Regions from separate parts of the Mus musculus genome. Here all the other regions are linked to region 3. The links are chromatin contacts, called in public Hi-C and promoter capture Hi-C maps. All regions are on one chromosome and are shown on one strand. Each heading gives the region's core, a stretch centred on a gene start, on an enhancer-like site or on the middle of the called end of the contact. The rest is flanking DNA. Distances are from core to core; before and after follow the strand shown.

The links. Promoter capture Hi-C pulls out the DNA fragments that hold promoters and counts their contacts. A called contact is a pair of places that touch in the nucleus more often than the background predicts.
Region 1: a contact with region 3 is called in a promoter capture Hi-C map of pre-B cells. The contact joins the promoter of Slc20a2 here to the promoter of Tti2 in region 3. A contact is called at or near these places in 1 of 39 promoter capture datasets (pre-B cells) and 1 of 484 Hi-C or Micro-C datasets (B cells).
Region 2: a Hi-C map of B cells shows a contact between it and region 3, with 5 read pairs. The contact joins the promoter of Ckap2 here to the promoter of Tti2 in region 3. A contact is called at or near these places in 1 of 39 promoter capture datasets (cranial neural crest) and 1 of 484 Hi-C or Micro-C datasets (B cells).
Region 4: a Hi-C map of B cells shows a contact between it and region 3, with 6 read pairs. The contact joins the promoter of Atp7b here to the promoter of Tti2 in region 3. A contact is called at or near these places in 1 of 39 promoter capture datasets (pre-B cells), 3 of 484 Hi-C or Micro-C datasets (B cells, CD8 T cells and the G1E-ER4 cell line) and 1 of 9 other capture datasets (liver).
Region 5: a promoter capture Hi-C map of pre-B cells shows a contact between it and region 3. The contact joins the promoter of Lonrf1 here to the promoter of Tti2 in region 3.

What each region holds. Positions count from the first base shown.
Region 1 is chr8:22,475,415-22,478,114 of GRCm38.p6, forward strand. It overlaps Slc20a2 (solute carrier family 20, member 2), which reads left to right and starts at 1,286. Exons shown (of 11, transcript NM_011394.3): 1 at 1,286-1,511. Smim19 (small integral membrane protein 19) reads right to left here and starts at 1,465. Exons shown (of 4, transcript NM_001146117.1): 1 at 1,092-1,465.
Region 2 is chr8:22,184,451-22,187,150 of GRCm38.p6, forward strand. Ckap2 (cytoskeleton associated protein 2) reads right to left here and starts at 1,369. Exons shown (of 9, transcript NM_001004140.2): 1 at 1,234-1,369. The coding sequence starts at 1,342. It overlaps Gm29878 (a long non-coding RNA gene), which reads left to right and starts at 1,578. Exons shown (of 2, transcript XR_378798.3): 1 at 1,578-1,629; 2 at 2,635-2,700.
Region 3 is chr8:31,148,868-31,151,567 of GRCm38.p6, forward strand. Tti2 (TELO2 interacting protein 2) reads left to right here and starts at 1,449. Exons shown (of 7, transcript NM_144927.3): 1 at 1,449-2,632. The coding sequence starts at 1,983. It overlaps Snord13 (small nucleolar RNA, C/D box 13), which reads right to left and starts at 1,091; the gene lies at 994-1,091.
Region 4 is chr8:22,058,823-22,061,522 of GRCm38.p6, forward strand. Atp7b (ATPase, Cu++ transporting, beta polypeptide) reads right to left here and starts at 1,252. Exons shown (of 21, transcript NM_007511.2): 1 at 1,150-1,252. The coding sequence starts at 1,233. It overlaps Alg11 (asparagine-linked glycosylation 11 (alpha-1,2-mannosyltransferase)), which reads left to right and starts at 1,899. Exons shown (of 4, transcript NM_001243161.1): 1 at 1,899-1,948. The coding sequence starts at 1,905.
Region 5 is chr8:36,248,064-36,250,763 of GRCm38.p6, forward strand. Lonrf1 (LON peptidase N-terminal domain and ring finger 1) reads right to left here and starts at 1,296. Exons shown (of 12, transcript NM_001081150.2): 1 at 504-1,296. The coding sequence starts at 1,191. The region is part of intron 1 of Gm35712 (a long non-coding RNA gene); the gene reads left to right.

The sequences.
Region 1 (2,700 bases), core at 36-2,535, 8.7 Mb before region 3:
TGACCCAGGATGGCAAAACAGATTCTATAAAACCATCCATAGTATGCAATAACACCGCTGCTCCACAGGTCCTGGGTGGATGAGTTTCCTTAGACCCACAGTTTAAAGGGTCTGCACTGAAGCTAGGCCTCTCCTGCTAGTCCTGACACCATCAAGGCCACGCTTTGGAAGAGTCAGGAATGGAGAGTTCAGAGTCCACAGTGCAGACATGGAGGTACTTTAACCACGCCTCCCACGCACTTTGTGTAACCTAACCAAGTGTGAGGATATGCGCCTTTCCCCTTCAGTCTAAAGTAAAATGTCCAGGGGTTGGTTCATTTCAGGCAAGTTAATGCTCTAGTAGATTGATGCTGAGAGTGACATTCTGGGCTCTTATGGGAAAACTGACATCTTCCCTCAGCTGTCCGGTGATGTAATGTTTAAACTATTATTGCATTAGAAAGATGCTAGCTAGATGGAGCTGATTTAAGCTGCAGGTTAAACACGCATATTAAGAGATCATGACATCAAAAAACGCATCCATCGGGATTTAGTTTAAGGCTGACCTCCTTTTGGGTGACAAAATCCTTTTCAGGTAATCATGAGACATTATCCTAAGTTTTAAAGTTTGTCCACTCCGTTCTAGAACCTGCCACCTCGCTTGGAATGCTATTTTCTGCCTCTCACGTGGGACTTTTGTTACTCTCTCACGGAAATTCAGACTACACATAATTTCTAACAACGGAACCCAAACACCATGAGGGGAAGATTCATTCTCCTGACTCTCTGAAGCACTGCGACGTTTGAGGTCCTAAAACAGACGGGAACAAGGTCACAGGCTTTCACCCCATCCTAGAGGACGGAGCATAGCTGAGGCCTGTGGACTGCGCAGTACACGTTCGAGTAATTTTTTTTTTCTTTTTGCACCCATCCTGCTTTGACGCACTGCAACTCAATAACAGGTGACAGTGGTGGCTCTGAGATCCCAAGGCCACAGGGACCCGGGGAACGGGAGGCGCAGAGGTGGCACACAGATCTGACGCCCAAACCTGGCCTCCTCCAGCCGCCGCCCCCCTCCCCCGAGCCTGTGCAATCTGTTCCAGGTGACATACAGGACAGTCCTCCCGCGACGGGACGCCGCACGCTCCCGCCGGCGTCTCTGCGGGCTCCGGGGACCCTAGGCACGCTGCAGCCGCCCCGCTCACTCCGCCCGCAGAGACACCCAGGTCGGGATCTGACCCGCAGCAGCTCGCAGCCCGCGGCTGGGCCCGGACTGGACGGGACGGGGCGGGGCCGGGACGGGGGCGGGGCGGTGACGCAGCCGCGCGCGGGCGGGCGAGCGAGCGGGAGAGCGGGCGGGCGGGCGCTCGGCGGCTGCTGAGGTGCGGAGGCCGCCGCGCCGAGCCGCTCCGCTCCGCTCGGGCTGTTCCGGGAGTCGGGCGGGGAGCGCGGGCCGAGACCCAGCGGACCGGACGACCTCGCCTTCGTCACTTCCTGCCGGCCCGCGGTTTCCGGAGGGAACGAGAAGCCAGGTTTTGTTATTGGTTTTTCTTCCTTCCCTCTGTGCGGGATCGGAGCCCGACGCCGCGGCGGCACCGCGTGCCGCGTGTGGCGGGAGCCGAGCGCAGCGCGGTGCAGCGCGGCGGTGCGTCTCTCCGCGCGCCGCGGCCCGGGTCGGCGCGGGCGGGAAGCGGCGGGCTCAGGCCGGAGGGCGCCGAGGCTCCTCCGCGGTGGGGCGGTCTCGGGGTGTCTGCGCGTGCTCCCGGGACGAAGCTGGCTGGCTGGGTTCTCGGTCTCCTCATCTTCCCGGCTGTGAGGCCGAGGCGACTGCTCTCTCGCATCTTTGCTTGAATGGCTAGGGTGTTTTTAAAAGAAAAAGAACAAAAAAGAAAAACACCATTTGCGTGGGGGGACTTGAATAAGGTTACGTTTTCCAGGGTGAGGCAGGTGGTGATCGTTAATGAGTGAGTGCAGTTTCGCCATTAAACCGATCAGTCGGTCCCCCCAGGTTAGTGCGGCCATGCAAATAAAGCGGCCCATTGTCCACGTGCTTAAGGGCTTAGCAATTCCAGCAGGGCAAGTTCTCCGGGATCATCTGACTTCTTGTTACCATTCTTGCTCGCAGTGTAGCGGTTCTCTTGAGTTGGCGTGCAGAGATAAGAGCAAATAATTAGACTGTAACTTTTCACAAGTTGTCTTGCCTATTACAAACTCACCTTCCCTTAGGATCAGTAACATGTTTTTGTAGTATCAGTGTATGTGCGTTTACGTATATTATACACACAATCATTTATATAATTTTTAAACCATTTAGTTTGAGTTTAAAGTTAGAGAATTAGAAAGAGTAGTACACGTGGTGTTTGCTGCCTGTTTGCCGGGACAGTGCCAGATGTTCATAGATGTTTTATATCAGTTCATTCTCAAGGGGAACTTCTTACATAGGCGTAGATTGTTCAGTTTCTCAATACTTAAGTTTGATTAGCTCGCACCACTATGTAGAACGTTGGCTTTAAATAGTTGTTTCTCTTCTGAAAATAAGGGTGCTGATCACAGAATAACTTAGCAAATTAGTGTGGCTTTAGAAAGAAGTTCATAGAAGTGTGTTTAGTCCATTTGGGTGTATAAGAGTTTTAAAAGCCTTGTGGCTCTTTTCTTACTCCTAAGTGCCCATTATATAACATGGTCAGAAGTTGATCTAGATAGGGTGGGCACCAGGCAAAG
Region 2 (2,700 bases), core at 119-2,618, 9.0 Mb before region 3:
AGAGTAGTGTAAAATGCACAAGCCTACCCCAGGAAGCAGAGGCAGACATTCTTGAGTTCAAGGCCAGCCTGGTCTACAGATCAAGTTCCAGGCAGCTAGAGCTACAGAGAAACCCTGTCTCAAAACAACAACAAAAACCAAAGCGACAAGAAAGCACCAGTCTAAAGTGTTTAAAAAGCCAATGAAGTCTCGTATTCAGGGCTGGCTCTTCCTTGGGTGCTAGCCAGAGCGAACAACTTCTACTAAAGAGCTTTAAAGAGTAACCACTAAGGGTGTGGAGTGTCTCCTCCCTGGGAAAAGAGATTATTCCTATAACAACACAATAGGAGATTTCTCAATTTAGACAAATGATCCCATGAATCAGAAATTACATGCAAGGTGCTGTTTTAGGCTTACTATTACTGTGATGAAAACACTCTCACCAAAGGCAACTTGGGGAAGAATGGGTTCATTTACTAATATCTCCATAGTACAGTTAGCTCATCATCAAAAGCAGTTAGGGCAGGAACTTGGTGCCATGAAGAAGTGTAGCTACAAGGCTTGCTCTGCCTGGTTTGTTTGTTTTTGTTTTTAAATAGCACTCAAGACCACTAGCCCAGGGGTGGCACCGCCCACAATGGGCGGGGCCCTCCCTCTCCCATCAATCTCTAATTAAGAAGATGCCCTACAGGCTGGCCTACAGCCTGCCTGATCTTGTGGAAACATCTTCTCAGTTTAGGTTCCCTCCTCTCAGGACTCTAGCTTGTGCTCAATGATAGAATACTTGCCTAGCGTATACAAAGCTCTGAGGTTCATCCTCCCAAATAAATAAATAAATAAATAAATAGCATCAAATGTCCTAATCGAGTGAAAATTGCAGGGAACACATTTCAATATAGGGTTCCAGAAACAACTGTGTAGAGAGATCTGATACCAGTCGCCAAATTCTGACCAACTTACATAAGTTTTCCACATTCTTGCTGCAGACCATTCAACTCCATTTTTCCAAAACGTCCAGGACATCATGCAAACAGTCCCAGCCTCACCTCCACGTTCCAAGCACAGAGATAGGAGAACCCGGGAGCTAGCGAGCGCGCGCGCAGGCGCAGTCGGGGGTCCGGGCAGCCCCGCCCCCGCCCTCAGACCCCGAAGATAAACCGCTGGCCCCGGCAGGAGCCGAGCCACGCGCTACCCTCGGCAGCGGCCTGGGCTCTCAGAGAGAGTTAGCGGCCGAGGCCCCGTGCCATCGCTCACCTCGGAAGGCCGGCTGGTCTCGCCTGGTCGGGGGCAGCTGCAGGTCCCGGGTCACCGGCAAGGGATTCCTCGCAGCCCTGCCAAGGAAGCGTTTCCTGGACTCTGCCATCGCTTAATGAGCGCGCCTCGGCGCCGGCGTGGATTGAACGGACCAATGAGCGCGGAGGGGCGGGGCCCAGGCGAGGGGCGGGGCCGTCCCAGAATCCAGAGACTTGGCAGCCGGCGAGAAATTTCAAAATCGAACAAAGCTCTCCCAACTGGATGGATGACGCCGTTGGAGCGGGCTTGTTGAATCCTCAGGATATAGCAGGACCAGGCTTGACAAGTCAGGACATGTCTTCAGACACAGCCCAGAGGAAGCCAAAGGACCGCAGTGACTGCACCTGTCAAATGCTGGTGCGCTCCTTAGGGATAAGGCTCATTGCTTTCCCTGAGGACAAGTTCCCGAATGATCTTTGGAGCTGCTTAACAGAATTAGGTTGCGATTATACCTCGCAAGCGAGATGATGAGCTCAGATGTTAGGTGTCTCGTGTTTGCACAGCTTGCAAACAAAACCTTTTTTTTTTTTTTTCTTTTTTCGGTTTTTCAAGACAGGGTTTCTCTGTATAGCACTGGCTGCCCTGGGACTCACTCTGTAGACCAGGCTGGCCTCGAACTCAGAAATCCACCTGCCTCTGTCTCCCAAATGCTGGGATTAAAGGCGTGTGCCACCACTTGCCCGACTTTGCAAACAAAATCTTAAGTTGAGATCTACCTTTGTGCTGTTATTTTATTGAAAATCTTGCTACGTAGCACAGGCTGGCCTAGAACTCACTTGCAGTCTTCCTTGACCTCCTGAGTGCTAAGATTACAACTCTATGCCCAGCCCTTTCTGTGCATTTATATATGCATTTGTGAAATGCAAACAAGTGTAGGAGACAGAAGAAAAAGAAAACTGAGGATATAACCCTCTGCTCTTTCAAGGCAGGATATAATTCTGTGAAGTTAAACCTATTGTGTGTTATAAAAAGATAAAGGAAAGAAGGAATATGTTTTGGTGGATGTGTAGTCAGGTATGGGGTGCCCCCGCAGGCCCATGGGTATAGTATAGAATAGAGTTTACTCAGGGAATGGGGAAGGGAGTTAAAAGGGTATTAGAGACAGAGAAAGGCAGAGAGAGTTGAGGAATAGAGGCTGGCTGAGAGCACATGTAGACAAGGGGGAGTAGGGGTGAGAGGACAGAGCAGGAGCAAGAAGACAAGAGAGAGCAAAGGAGGGAAGAGGGCAGAGGTAGCAAGCAGCCCCTCTCATAGTGAGTCAGGCAAGCCTGGCTATTGCCAGGTAACTGTGGGGCGGAGCTTAGACAGAATGCTAACAAAACCAACTCCTGTTGAACAATTTGTCTATGTTTGTCTTTTTAGGCATGCTGCCTTAACCTTTGACGCCCATCATTTAAACATGTCACCAACATAAAACCCAGACATGCT
Region 3 (2,700 bases), core at 199-2,698:
CCCAGCGAGAGATCTCAACAATACAGAGCACTCCTCAAGTCTGAAAGGCGTCTGGATCCACTGGACACAAAGGGCACATGCTACAGAAAAGAAACGTCCCACACAGTACAGACACAATAACCTCTTATTGACTGGCCTCAAGCTGCTTTTGTTAAGGGAAGGTTTCTCTTGGAAGTGGTTAGCAGTGATTGATCAGAGTGCCACCAATTGGTCAGAGTGGGAAAAGCCAGAAGAAAGAGGTTCCGAGTTAGAATTCTAATCACCAGATTTTCTTGGAAAGAAGAAATGTAAATTAATGTTGGTGCTGTTGCATAACAATGGGAACTAACACCTCTATGAACTTTATGCTGATCAGATATTGTTCCCGGCATTTATGTACATTAAAAATTGTCCCAACAGTCCTAAGAGATGGGGACCAGTAATTATCTACATTTGTTTCCCCAATACAGAAATTAAGACATAGAGATCTGAGCTATTGCCGTTTGCAAGAGGTCACACAGAGAAGTGAAGGGGGGAAAAAAAGCCACACAGGCATCACTGGTAGTGTAGTGGCAAATAGTGTAACACTAAGAAGAGCATGTCTTGGAGTGGAAAGATGGTTCAGTTAAGAACATGCCATGGCTAACAAACTCCAGAAATTCAAGTTCAGAGAACTGGACACTGTTTTCTGGCTTCCGCGGGGACCAGGGGGGGCACCAGGTACACATATACGCATGTGAACAAAGCATTTATACACATCAGAGTAATAACTTAATAAAACAATTTTTCTTAGAAAGAAGTGAATTGTACCAGAGCGACTTGTAAGAAGCATAACTCTGTCACTTTCAGTTTCTCTTAGGAATGGAATGTACTTTAGTAATAATGTATTAGTCCCAGGTACCCTGGACACTTTCCACTACCTAACCAGTAATCCTACCTGACTGAACCAAGAAGTAAAAAACAGGGCATAACTCTAATCTACACAAGAACCAGAAGTGGAGGATCCTCCTAAGTTCATGTCAGACGGGTAATGTGCCCACGTCGTAACAAGGTTTATGGGCGGCACATGTCACGCAATGGCGTGAACACCCAATCATCACGCTTTATGAACCAGAAAGGATCGGCCTTACTGTTAGCTTGCGAAGTATCGAGTAAGTCTCACCAGTTTTTCAAAGAGGGTGACTAATATGCTGCCGCTCTATTTAGCTTTTGCACACAAAATCTAGTACAATTTCAAACTGTTACTAGGATTTTGCGAGAATTCTCTTGTTTCTAGCCTAGCAGATGAAATCAGGAACAAACTTAATGAGCGAACGCTTAGTTATGCAAATATATCCTTCATGCTCCACCTTTTACCCCTTCCTTCTCTGACGGACTGTTTGTTGCTTTCTGGTCGCGAGTCGTAAAAAGAAGCGTTGCGGCTCCGCTGGCGGAAGTTAGTTTTGCTTTACGGCTACAATGCTCTCCAGGGCCGGAAGTTGCGGAATACAGCTACCGTACTGGAAGAGCGCTTGGTTTCGGGAGCCTTTTTGGTGTCACGGTTCAGTAGTTTGTCTTTAAAATTAACTGTTTTTTTTTTCTTTTTTGAGTTTTCGGAAAGACAAATTTCGCTACGTGTTAGGAGCTTGAGGCTCTCCTATTTTTTTTTCGAGACAGGGTTTCTCTGTGTATCCCTGGCTGTCCTGGAACTCACTCTGTAGACCAGGCTGGCCTCGAACTCAGAAATCTGCCTGCCTCTGCCTCCTGAAGCGTGCGCCACCACTGCCCGGCTTGAGGCTCTCTTCTTACAGCCACTTTACTGGGTGGATTGACACTCGATCCTTGCGTCAAGACAGTGAGACATCTCGCCTTTTAGCTGTGCCTGGTTTTAGTTCTGTTCGTTGGGGGACACCGAGCCCCGGACGACCTTCCCTCCGAGACTCCAGACACCATCCCCATTTGGTCTCTGTCCCCCCCCGGGGGGGGCGGGGGGGGCGAGCCCAGCCCCTCCGGTGCGACTAGGAATGAAGCTGGACAGTGCCGAAGAGAAGTCGGGGGTCGGCTGCTCCCTGCCTGCAGAGGGCTCTCCCCCGGCCCTCGAACCAGCCTTCTCCAAGATTCTGAACCGTCTCAGCCGCCCAAAGTCATCAGGACAGGGCGGCGCAAGAAATGCGGCTCTTAAAGACCTCGGCGCTTTAATAGAAGCCGCCGAAGGTGACAGATTCTTTGAGGGGAGTGGGAGTGGGGGATCCCTCCGGGGGATGCCCGAGATCCTGGGGCAGGTGGTGAGAGCCCTGGAGAAGTTCGCAGCACCCGAGGAGAAGGCAGATGGGGTCGAAGAGCATCCCGAAGTGCCCGAGAAGGCGACTGAAGTTGGCTCACTGTTTCTAAAGCTGTTGGGGAAGGTTGAAGCTGCCAAGAGTTCTCCCGACTGCCCTGCGTGGAAGACAGGCCTCCGTCACATGTCAGGACCCGTGTATATTTTTGCCATCACTCACAGATTGAAGCAGCCATGGACCAGTCCAGCATCTCAGCATGTTGCTGGTGAGGTGCTGTCTTTATTGCTTAGAGTTACTGAGTGCAGTTCTGTGGCAGGATTCCTATGCGGAGAAAATGAAGACGATCGAGGGAGATTTGCTGTGGTCTTGGGGCTTCTTAAGCCCCATTTGAATAAGTGAGTAATGCTCTTTTCACTATTATCAGACAGATAGGGGTGCTGAGATAATAGATTTCTTAAGGACC
Region 4 (2,700 bases), core at 2-2,501, 9.1 Mb before region 3:
AATTAGTTTCAGAGACCTGAACAAAAGGAGCAAGCTCCAATCCAGCAATCCAGACCTAAAGAAATACGCCCAGTATTAAATTCGATGTCAATAACCAAGTGTAAGGCCAGTTGAATGGCTCGATGAGTGGATGCACACAATCTTGAAGCCCTAGGACCTGTTTGCTGAAAGGAGGGAAAACCAACTCCTGGACGTCTTCTGCTGACCTCTCACGCCTAGATTCTCTCCCCCTCCATTCTTCCCCATATACACATAAAACAAATAAATAAATGCTTTAAAAAAAAAAAAGACTCAAGTACAAGTAGGGCAAGATGGCTCAGTGGGTAAAGGCACTAGCTTTTAAACCCGACGACCCGACACACTGACACACATGGTGGGAAAAGCAGCACTAAGTCCAGCAAGATGCCCCTAACCTCCATCACACACACACACACACACACACACACACACAACAATTCAAGTGCAAAGATCACGTCAACTGGGAAAGAAAGGAAGCAATCGCCATGACCACCCAAGAGGGAACCACCAACAGACTATGGGGAACACCTATGACACTCTGGGAAACAATCTACAAAGTATAACTAATTGGAAAAAAAAAGTTCCGAGAACATAAAACGTGATTTCAATTAAGCTAGACAAAATATTTTAAAACAATGCACAAATCTTCAAGAATTCATCATATGCCTGCGACCTATACAAGTTTCAGTAAGTATTTGTTGATTGAAAACGCACATGAAGAAAAGAAAAACAGACCTGCTTTTCATGTTAAATATTCTACGCTGTTTGCATCTCTAAGAGGCTGCATTAATTAACCCCCTGTATTATTAAATGAATGCCTTCAAGGTACAGGACTTGGATGTAGACCTTTTGAGGAGCATTAGCCAGGCATTAGCGAGGTATTAGCACTCCCAGGAGCAACTAGAGTTTTTATACAGCAAGCCCACGCTCAAGAGCTCTTTAATAAGGACCGGGGAAAGTTCTGGGCTCGAAATCGTTGTACACCAGAGGGCTAGTGGCACCCTTGATCTAGAGGGTTTTCCTCCCGGGTTCTCAGGGGTACGTGTCCACAGTCACGAGCCCTGGAGGAACCGAGGAGAAAAGCGCTTTGAGCAGGTGCGTACACGCTGCGGTCAGGCAAAGGAAACTTACTTTCCGACTGGCCTCTTTGGCTGTGACCTGTCTCTCCTGTTCAGGCATCGTCCCCACAGACGCCAAGTTCTTCCTGGGATCCATCCCCGAGCCCAAAGGTCACCTGGTTGGGGGGAGGGAAGGGCGACTTTACAAGCCAGGGAGAGGAGGCGCGAAGAAGCGCATCCGTGGTTCCTGGGGAACACAGGGCTCAGATCTCCCAGCCCCGGCGCTGCGGACTACGGACAGCGAGGTCCGCGGTGCGCTGCAGATAGGGTGCAGCGAGGACCACAGTCTCAGGACGCCCGCTCCAGCGCAGCCCCCTCTCCACCCCGCGCCCCGCTACTGCGGCCGCTGGGGACTCGCCGACACCTCTGAAAGAGCGGACTCTGTACTGGAAGATTAGCTCGTCGCCCGCCCGGACCTCCCATTGGGTCCCAACCGGCTGGCAGCGCCGCGGTGGGGGCAGGGCTGGGCGCCCTCAAGGGGGCTTCCAGACGGGAGGGGGGGGAGCGAAGTGGGCGGGGCGAGTGGGGTGGGAGGGGCGAGAGAGCCGGCTGTCCATCACAAGCCACGCCCCACCACCGCCACCGCAGCGGCGTGGCCCAAGTGGGATGGGCCCGTGTGCGCCCCGCCTGTGGGAAGCGGCTATTAGGCAACCTGCAGGAAGGCGTGTAAGCGGGGGGCGTGGCTAACGGCACACGCTTCCTCAGGAGCCAATAGGATAGAAGAACAGGCAAGCGCTTCCGGGCTGTGAGAGGGGAGGGTGGGATAAGATGGCGGCGGACACTGGGAGCTGGTGCGTGTACGCCGTGCTGCGGTGAGGATCTGGTGGCCTGAGCTCACGAGGGCGTGGAGGGTTTGGAGGCAGTCCAGATAAAGTCTGTAGAAGCGCTTTCTTCGTGCCTCGGTTTACCTCGGTTGTTTCGCATGCCGATCAGCTGTTTTCCTTAACTGGCTACCTGCTGCTTCGTAAACCAGTTGGTTGACTCTCTGCTACTTGACCATCTGTTGATTTCTTCTTTCCTGGTTGATGTTTAAAGTTGTAAATATATTGGTTTTGCCTTTGAGATACATATCGTTTCTTATGTAAGAATTACATAAAGTTGGTAGAAATAAACAGGAATGTTAACCACCCGGTGGTCACTACTATTGTAATAGTTCCATATTTCAAAAGTTGTTTCTGCCCTATGAAAGCCTACCTAAGTTCATATGTGTTTTTGTTCAGGTTGAACATTTATAGCTAGCGAAATAGCGTTCTGAAGAGCAGTGGATACATGCATTCTTGCCAGAGTTTGTATTACATCTTCCTTTCTGAGCTGTCTGCTTCAAGGTCTGTAGTGATTGCTAAAAATATGAATAGGCTAGTTTGTTCTAGCACATTCTTGGCCTTTTCCCGATAAATGGAATGCTGCCAGCTCTGTACAGTGTACATTGTCATGAGTGACTTTCTGCATTATAATGGTCATTGATAAGTAATTCAAAGCTTTGGATTACAGTTACCTTTCTTCCAAGCATTTGGTTTAAATATGGGTATGTATTGGCTAGGAATCAAGTGTTTACCTAACATCT
Region 5 (2,700 bases), core at 46-2,545, 5.1 Mb after region 3:
GAAGAGGTGACCACCTCGGGGGCAGCCGGCCACCAACTCGGAGTTGGGCCGTCGCTGGGCCTCCCGATGCCGGTGCCCGCGCCGGGCTCCCGCCACGCCCACTGAACGTCACCCGTTACACAACGCCCCCCCACCCAGCTTATGCAATTCTGCCCTCCCGCGGCTTCTAATTGCCCCGGTGACTTTAGTGCACGACCAAGGTAGACACGGTATCCCCCGAGCTCCCGCCAAGCCCGGGGATGCTCGCCCCCACCCCGGCTGGGGCTCCCGGCCAGAGTACTGAGGGAAGCCTGCGGCCCCCACCCACCCCGCGCCCAAGCTCCGCGGCCCCAGGTCCCCGCTGGGCGCGCGCACGAGGGAACCTCGCATCCGCGCCCCTCCCCGCGCCGCGTCACTTGCAGCTCCCAGGCGATCCCCACCGTGACCGAAGCACCCCGGGGCGCCGCCCCCTCCCACACTCGTGATCCCCGCTCGCCCGGCCCCACACCGCAGCCCCGCATCACCTGCTCGCAGGGCGTCGCAGGCGGCGGCCAGGGCCTCCCGGTAGCGCCCTTCGTGCAGCAGTTCCCCGAGGCGGCCGGCCGCCCGCGCGCGCTCGCGCTGGCCCGGGAACCACTTCTCCGCCAGGTGGTTGAGCACGACGCTGGTTCGGAAGTCGGCGATGGCGGCGGCCAGGGGCGGCGGCCGCGGGGTCCCCTCCGAGGCGGCGGCGGCGGGTGGCAGGCGGTCCCGGCACAGGCGGCAGCGGGCGCGCAGCTCCCTCCGTAGGCAACGGCGGCAGTAGCTGTGGCCGCACGGCACGGTCACCGGCTCGCTTAGGAAGCCCCGGCAGCTCAGGCAGCTGAGCAGCCCGGCCGCGCCCGCCGCGGGTGCCGCGCTCCAGCGCAGCCCGTGGCGGAGCCGGTAGCTGAACACCAGGCAGTCCACTAGCGACCCGAGGCGCTCGGGCCTGGCCGGGGCCCCGCGGCGCAGCGCAGCCGCGAACGCCTCCAGCGCTCCCTTCAGGTGGCCGCCCAGCGCCAGCAGCTCTCCGCGGCGGAGCAGAAGCTCCCAGCGCCCCGACTCCGCGCCCGCGCGCTCCAACCGCTCGCCGCCGCCGCCCACTTCCCACGGCCCGTTCCGGCTCCGCGGTCCGCCGGACGCCTCCCGATTCCCGCCCGGGGACGCCCTCGCCACGGCCGGAGAAGACATGGCCCGCACAGGGCTGCTCTGCCGCCGCCGCCCGCCGCCACGGTCCGGGAACCTCCGGGGCGCGCGGCTCCGCACGCGGCCGGCGAGCAGGGGGGCGTGGCGCGCGGACATGGCGGGGCGGCGCGCGCCCGGGGAGCCCCTGGGGGCGGGGCCTACAGAGGAGGGGCGAGGCTTAGCGAGGCGGAGCGGGGCGGGCCTTGGCTTCTGCGCCCGGCCTCCCGACATGCGGCCGGCCTCCTAGTTCACCAGAGCTGGCCGGCTGGTCCCGCCCTTTCTGAGCCCCTCCTGGAGAGGGACGTGAGATCAGATGATCCCCAGCGGGGATCTAATTGGCTTCTCTGACGAGGAGGGCTTGGCTCGTGACTGAACAAAGCCCGAAGTCTCCTGGGCGGCCTTCGAGCTGACACCTCTTGTAACCGAGGTCCATCCCCAGGCCTATAACTTGGGCGCTGTGCAGTTCGTATGTGCACCAGCAGTGCTGTGACCCCAAACCTGCAGCACCTGAGTAGGTACTCCGACTCCTCCTGGCCATAGAAAGGAAACTTTGGGTGGGTCTAGATGCCCTGGGTTACGGCCGGCCAGAACAGGCAAAGGGATTGTGAATGCACGGTGTGATTACTTTGAGACTTAAAACTGAAATCTGCCAACTTTATACACACACACATTCCACGTCCAGAGACCACTTCCTTTGGTTAGTGCTGACTTGTGATAAAGTTTATTAAGAGTTCAAACGAAGAAATGAACTGTCCAAAAGAAGCCCGATACTTTGTGAGTGACCTTTAAATTTTAATTTAAAAAGTGCAATACACCAACCCCCCCCATTAAACTATTAAATAAACAAAGCACACCTTAGAGAGTGAAAGTCTCCAGGTTCCTCAGATGGGCTCCACAACCTTCATACACACGAACCCACAGTTGCTTAAAGGTTTTTAAATGAGAATATAGAAGAAAAACATTTTCCCTGTGGCAGAAACCAGATCACTACAATGCAAGCATTCCGCAGCTTTGTCGACTGAAGACAGTTTGGCTCGTATGTAATGGATTCTAGTTCCTTTAAATGTGACAGCATCCAGTTTAATATTCTCAATGGAAATATTTATAGGTTTGATTACAGAGTACTGGGTGGAAAATGTAGGAAGAGATTTAAGGCTTTTGGTTCTTTTTCAAATACTTGGTAACAGGAAAGGAAATATATTTGTCTGAAATCATACAGTCAGTATTACAAAGAGATTTTAAGATCTTCTCACGGTGATAATATCGTATATAATGTTTAATCAACAGTTATCTTTCTTCAATTTTTTTTACACGAGGTCTGCAAACACACGAGATCCTGCTTACACAGAACAGGTGACAAAGGTTTGAAAGCGTCTTTCTGCTACACAATAAGCAAACCTCAGAAAAGAAAGAGGGCACAGGAACAAAGGGCTAGAGAAAGAAGAGTTGACTTAAAAACAAAAGCAAAATCCCGGGCTCCTGTTCCAGACAGTCCGGAAGCAAGGTGCAGCCAGG